Linked DNA regions of Zea mays: region 2 is linked to region 1. Evidence: chromatin contacts called from public Hi-C data. All regions are on one chromosome and are shown on one strand. Each heading gives the region's core, a stretch centred on a gene start, on an enhancer-like site or on the middle of the called end of the contact. The rest is flanking DNA. Distances are from core to core; before and after follow the strand shown.

The links. A called contact is a pair of places that touch in the nucleus more often than the background predicts.
Region 2: a Hi-C map of tassel shows a contact between it and region 1, with 4 times the contacts expected there. The contact joins the promoter of LOC100382969 here to the promoter of LOC100382802 in region 1. A contact is called at or near these places in 4 of 25 Hi-C or Micro-C datasets (ear, leaf and tassel).

Annotation. Positions count from the first base shown.
Region 1 is chr1:126,588,205-126,591,307 of Zm-B73-REFERENCE-NAM-5.0, reverse strand. It overlaps LOC100382802 (Mediator of RNA polymerase II transcription subunit 34), which reads left to right and starts at 1,569. Exons shown (of 21, transcript NM_001175504.1): 1 at 1,569-1,720; 2 at 1,956-2,031; 3 at 2,140-2,360; 4 at 2,944-3,090. The coding sequence starts at 1,965.
Region 2 is chr1:126,911,810-126,915,360 of Zm-B73-REFERENCE-NAM-5.0, reverse strand. It overlaps LOC100382969 (cytochrome P450 family 76 subfamily C polypeptide 7), which reads right to left and starts at 1,758. Exons shown (of 2, transcript NM_001175653.1): 1 at 869-1,758. The coding sequence starts at 1,747.

The sequences.
Region 1 (3,103 bases), core at 320-2,819:
ACGCCACTCCCAATGCATGCAATCCACACTACCAAGCATACCAGGGAAACCGCGTGACTCTCCAACTTAGAGAAGCCTAGCGATATCAGCAGGAGTAGGTTTCCTGAGATAGTACCCCCCAAAAGCGGTTTGGATGGTGGTGCAAAAGTGTTTCAAAGTCTCATGTGGCGTAGATTCACCAATGCGTACGTATTCGTCAACGGCATCCGCAGGAACACCGTATGCAAGGATACGTACGACAACAACAACTTTCTGAAGGGCAGATAGACCTAGCTCACCGGCACAGTTTGGACGCTGAACGAAGTAGGGATCCACTTGTTGCACAGCAAGAACGAGGCGCTCGAACACATAGCGACGCATGCGAAACCTATATTGCAAAATTTTGTCAGTACAAGTGTGAAGTACGTACTATGGACTTGAATAGATGTGCGTACAAAAAAACATACCTCCTCCGGAATTGTGCATCCGTGTAAACCGGTTGCGCGCAAAAGTAGTCGGCTCGGATTCTTGCATCACCACTGATATGGTCACGATGGATTCGAACACGACCGGGAATGGAACCAGCATACCGACGCTCGTTAAGTGCACGACGCCTACGATGTTGGTACGTCGCAACCTCGAGCTCATGTTCTTCATCTTCCATGTCTTGCGCCATCCTAAGAAAAATATTGGAATCTGCGAACCGGTTCATTGTTGTGGAGGAGTGTATGCGAAGTGTGAGTGAAGTGTTGAAGTAGTGATTATTTATAGAAGGGATAGGCTTAGGAGAGAAGCCATGCTCTTGTCGTGCAGCCGAAGCTAGTCGATAGCTTGTTGAAGAAGTGTCGTGGCTTACGGTGGAAGCATGTCAATTTCTAACATTTTTTTTCATACGATTCAAATACTGTGACATGTTTTTTCGACAACAATGACACACAACATAAAATTGAATGTTATTTATTTTGTACAATTCGAAATTATTAATCAACCATTATTTTTAGATTATTATTTCTAAAATTATTGAATACAATATTTTTAGTATCCTTTGAATAGCATGAAATGGGTACAAAACAAAGAAAACAGAAAAAGAAATGGAAAAAGGAATTCTGTTAACACTGTAGCTTTAGGAGACCGAATTTAGGGGACGTTGCTGGAGACACAGAAGATATAGAGAACATAATCTTTTAGAGTGTGCTGTAAAGGACAAAGAATATTCCTTTAGGGGACGAAATTTAGGGGACGCTACTAGAGACAGCCTTAACGTTGAGCTGCATCGCTGGGCGCTATCCCATCCCTTTGTCTCTTCTACACACGATAGCACGCCACAACCAGGATAAACTGTGTAGGCCCCCTTTCAACGTATTCTGTGCACGCTGGTATTTATTAGTTGTGAAAAAGTAATGTTGGATGATATATAGAGTTGTAAAATGACATTTTATGATTATAATGAGACATAGAAGAAGAATTTAGAGTAACCATGCGAGAAAGAAAATTTTAGGGTTTAGGGTACCAAGTTGGAACTCGCACTCGTGTAGCCCAAAACTAATGGAATTAGCCGACGCAAGGCAAGCTTTCCGCTTCCTATTTCGGATTGGGATCATCAGCGGCTGTAGCGTGGACCCGACGGGGGTGTCCGGACCACATCCCTATTTCATCTTGGTACCCCGTCCGTCTCCGATTTCAGAAGCACGGCGGGCTCCCCGGCAGCCTCTACCGAGCAGAAAGCTGAGTTCTACCCCAGGTGAGAGCTGAGTTCAAATTCCCAATTCTCCTCCTTGCTTTCGCAGTTGACATTTAGGCTGGGTCCTTGCGCCGGGCGGGTATGGGAATAAATTTCGGCGGATGGGGAGGAAATTTGTGCCTCTCCGCTGGCTGGCTTGCTGGCATTGGGAAGGGCCCTATTACTCGGTACGATGGCATCAATAGTTGCTCAGGATGAAGAAAACAATCGAACTGTTTTTCTTGTGTCTATACAGAACCGAGGCATGGAGGACGAAGAAAACATCGAGGGAGAACTGTTGCTCGTGGAGTCACAACTCCACGACATCCAAGGTATCATCACAACCAATTATAATAATAGCATTACATGAATTTTTCCATGACAACTTTCATCTAGTTTCCGAACTAGTCATGTACACATTTGAACTTCATGCTTTACAGGACAAATTAAAACATTACTCGATCGCCAAGAGGAGTTGTATGAACGCCAGGCACAGTTGAAGGCTTTGCTCGAAGCATCTAAATTGACCAGAAATACAACAATTAACACATCTTCAGTTGCTCCGGAAGATTGGTCTGGGAGCTTCCCATGGGATCTGGAGGCTGACGATACCAGGTTCAATATATTTGGCATTTCCTCCTACCGATCAAATCAACGAGAAGTAAGTTTATAGGAGACTGGTCTGACATTTTAAACTCTTTCACTCCTCTTGAGTACTGCAGGTGAAAACTCAAATTGCAAGTTTTTATTTTTTAATCAGTACCATTCGGAGTTGCTATAAATTTCATTAGCGAACAACAAATGGTTGCAGTTATTTTCTTCTTAACGCTGTTTTGATCTTGTTTGGATACAGGGACTAAACTTTAGTCTCTATCATGTTGGATGTTTAAATGCTAGTTAGAAGTATTAAATATATTCTAATTATAAAACTAATTACATAGGTTAGGACTAAACGAAATCTATTAAACCTAATTAGTACATGATTCGCTCATATGACACTATAGTAAACATTTGCTAGTCATGGATTAATTAGGTTTAATAAATTTTTCTCGTCGTTTAGTCTTCATCTCTGTAATTTGTTTTATAATTAGGATATATTTAATATCCGTAATTGACATTCAAACGTTCGATGTGACACATACTAAACTTTAGTCAGGGGAACCAAACACCCCCTTCGTATTGTACAGTTTCCTCTTGTACAGTTTCCTCTCATTTTGCACCCATTAAACATATTCTGCTTATAGATAATTAATGCAGTCATGAGTGGAAGAGATGTTCTGGTCATAATGGCAGCTGGTGGAGGGAAGAGTCTATGTTACCAGCTCCCAGCTGTACTTCGTGATGGAATTGCACTGGTTGTCAGTCCTTTACTTTCCCTTATTCAGGACCAGGTGGTTAAAGTGT
Region 2 (3,551 bases), core at 509-3,008, 320 kb before region 1:
CTGCTGGAAATAGCCTTAGCAGACTTACTCGACATTATTTTTGTATACTGTTTAAATTTTTTTTACATTTTTTGGTGTGTTAATATGGAAAAGTTGAAAGCATCAATCAAGTTGGACCTAGGGTACCAAAGGATATCCACCATACCCAATTATTTGCCTCCACATCAGGCAACCCCTACACAATATCTAGGCTCGAATATCTGTTGTTTAGAAGGGAGGTAAGGGTTAGGGATGGCAATTTGACCCGCAAATCTGAAACCCGACGGGTACCCGGAGCCGATAGGTTAAATCTGAAACCCGACGGGTACCCCGGCCGATAGGTTAGTATGGGTGAAGATTTTGACCTGCGGGTGCAACTCGTACCTGACCCGAAGTTTCGTAGATACAGGTGCAGATTTTTATTTCAACCCGTGGGTGATCCGCACCCGTCCCGAAATCCAGTCCATTGTTTATTTTACGCAAAAATAGTTAAGATACAATAGTAATTATTTTGAATAAATAACTTGGATAATGATTCATGATATGTTTTGTTGCCGCTCAATGTGAGATGGCTTAAAATAAGTAGATATAACTAAATTATTGCTGATGCTTAATTGTTTGTAGTTGAATTATTGTTTAAAATGTACACTAGGTAAAATTCGGGAGTGACCCCAAACCTCTACAGAATAAAATATAGTTTATGCCAATTATTCGACGTGTTTAGCTAGTGTCTGTGATTGGAACTTTTCAGTTTAAACATAACGAAACAAAAATCTTATGCCGAGGCTCTGAAAATATATTGAATCAATTTCTGCTGCACCTTAATGACACTGGCACGCGATGAAATAAAAAAAAACTAGTGTAAATAATTTTTCTGCTTGGTGCTTACCGTGAATAATGACAGGAGCGAGTCGCGGTCCAACGCTGCCGTCCCTCCGTCGGTGTCAAGCAACAGGTCGAGGAAGTCATTCTTCCGGCGATCGCCAGCATCACGCTCGCACAACCTCCGGTCGACCTCCACGTCGAACACCTGGTGCAGCCGTGCAAAGAGCTTTGCCAGTCTCCGTCGCAATCCTTGCAGATCGGCGCAAGCCAGCGCTGGGAACAAATCCGACAGGTTGGGACTCGCGGCAACCTCCATGATCTCTGTCACCACCTCTTGGAATTCTTTCGCCGATCCGGTGTGGTCGTCGAGGTTCGTCAGGTCGCAGGAGAAAATTGTGCGCGAGAGAAGATTCAGGGACGTGGTGAACGCCACGCTGCCGACGTCCACCGCCCGTCCCTGCAGTGCCAGTAGCCGGACGTGGCCCACGAGTTCCTCCACCTTCTGGCGGCGTAGATGCTGGAGCGCCTCGAGGCGGTGCGGCGCGAACAGCTCAGTTGCCATGATCTTTCTGAGGGCGCGCCAGCGTCCGGAGTGCGGCAACCAGGGCACGGAGTTCTTCACATGGTCGCCGATGGCATGGGGCACAAACCGATTGGCGAAGACAGCGTCCTGCTTCTGCAGGAACTCGCGCGCAACATCCGGTGAGGAGATCACAACCGTGGTGACCGCGCCCAGACGGAGCGACATGAGCGGGCCGTGGAATTTGGCGAGGCGAGCGAGTGAGCGGTGTGGCTGGTCGCCAAGAAGGTGGAGGCTGCCGATTAACGGCAGTGGGCGGGGTCCGGGCGGAAGGCCCCGGCGAGCGTGGACATAGAGGTCGAGGAAGTATACTGCGATCAGAGAGACTAGAAGCCATGCCAGCCACAGAACTAGCATAGCCATCAGCCCATCACCAACCCTCTGCCCTGAAAATGAAACAGCTGCCGCTGCCCTGGTTTGCGTGGATCTTGCAAATATATTGTATCCAATGAAATGATGCAGAGTGCTCGAGGACCGCGAGCGACGATTTTATTGATTTTTTTTCTTACAGCACCTCCAACGACATAATAAAAAATTAAGATTAAAAACTATTGGGTACTTAAAAATAGGATTTGCTATATTTTAGGGTATCTCCTGTCTCCAACATCTCCTTACTCTTATACCCAAAATCACGGTTTAGCAAAAAACAACAAAATAAGCTCTCCAATAGTTCCATAACTGGATTTCCCTTTTTGCAGCGCGCCCGAAACACCCAGCGGCACGCCCAGAGGTAAACCCTTAAAATATGGTTTAAAATATTAGCTAGTTCAAGAAAAAAAATATAATAAAAAGAGAGACAATTCAGTTTTAAGTCTATGTTTTATTTGTGAGACATGTTCCCTATTAAACAAATAAGAAAATATAAAAAGATCCTTATATGAGTTAAGCTATTGAATAAATATATTGGTGAATATTGTGGGCGTTTCGGACCTGCGAGGTCCGTCAACCAACCAGTGAATTTGTTGTTGCGTGCCCCTGTCCAGATGGGTTGATGTAAGATGGAACACAAGAGGAAAATGAGGCTTATGTTATCCTGCACCGGGGTGCTTGTAGTAGGGGTTACAAGCGTCGCGAGATAGCGAGAGCGAGAGCGAGAGAGAGGGAGACCCCGTTGTCAACGTGTGTCCACGTGGACGTGTCTGTGTGACAACGTGAATCTCCACCTTTGCGTCCCCACGTGCCCCCCTCCTTTTAGGAGCCCTGGACATCCCCTTTTATAGATACAAGGAGATGTCCAGCTGTACAATGGGGTGTAGCTATGTGCTAACGTGGCTGGCGGAGGAGCGCCTTGAGCCCTGTGCATGAGCTAACGTGGCCGTCGAAGAAGTGCCTTGAGCCCTGTAGAAGCATAGCTGGCGGTGCGGCATGGATCCTGCTGACGTTTGCTTGCTTCCGTAGGGGGTTTGAGAGCAACGACGTCATGGGCGAACAAGGGGAACCATCATTACCTGTTGCCGGAGTATCCTTAGATGGGACACCGGTCTTGTTCCTTCATAGCCTGAGGCAGCTAGCTAGGAGTAGGGTAATGATGTATCCCTTGTAGCGTAGTCGGTCCGAGGCTGAGGTCGGGCGAGGCGGAGACTTCTCCTGAGGCCGAGGTCGGGCGAGGATGTGACTCATCCCGAGGCCGAGGCTGAGGTCGAGGCCTGGGGTCGGGCGAGGCGGAGACCTTCTCCCGAGGCCGAGGCCTGAGGTCGGGCGAGGCGGAGACCTTCTCCCGAGGCCGAGGCTAAGGCCGAGGCCTGAGGTCGGGCGAGGCGGAGCTCCCTGTTGCGCCCGAGGCCGAACTCGTGGGAGATCGTAACTCAGTTTTACCCTGGTGGTTGGCACAGTAGCCGGAGCGGGGCGTACAGTGCTGTTTTCCTGTCAGAACGGTCAGTAAAGGGGCGAAGTGACTGCGGTCACTTCGACCTTGCCGACTGAGGCACGCGTGTCAGGATAAGGTGTCAGGCGATCCCCGCATTAAATGCGCATGCGATACGGTCGGTTGGGAGCGCGATCCGGCCGAGGTCGCTGCCCGACAAAGTCTGCCCAAGCTGGGCTTCAGGCGAGCCGAGGGTGCGCTCACTGCCTGAGGAGGCCCTCGGGCGAGGCGTGAATCTGCCCGGGACTACTGTTCCCGCCCGAGGCCAAGGCTGGGCTCGGATGAGGTTGCGTCCCTTGGTAG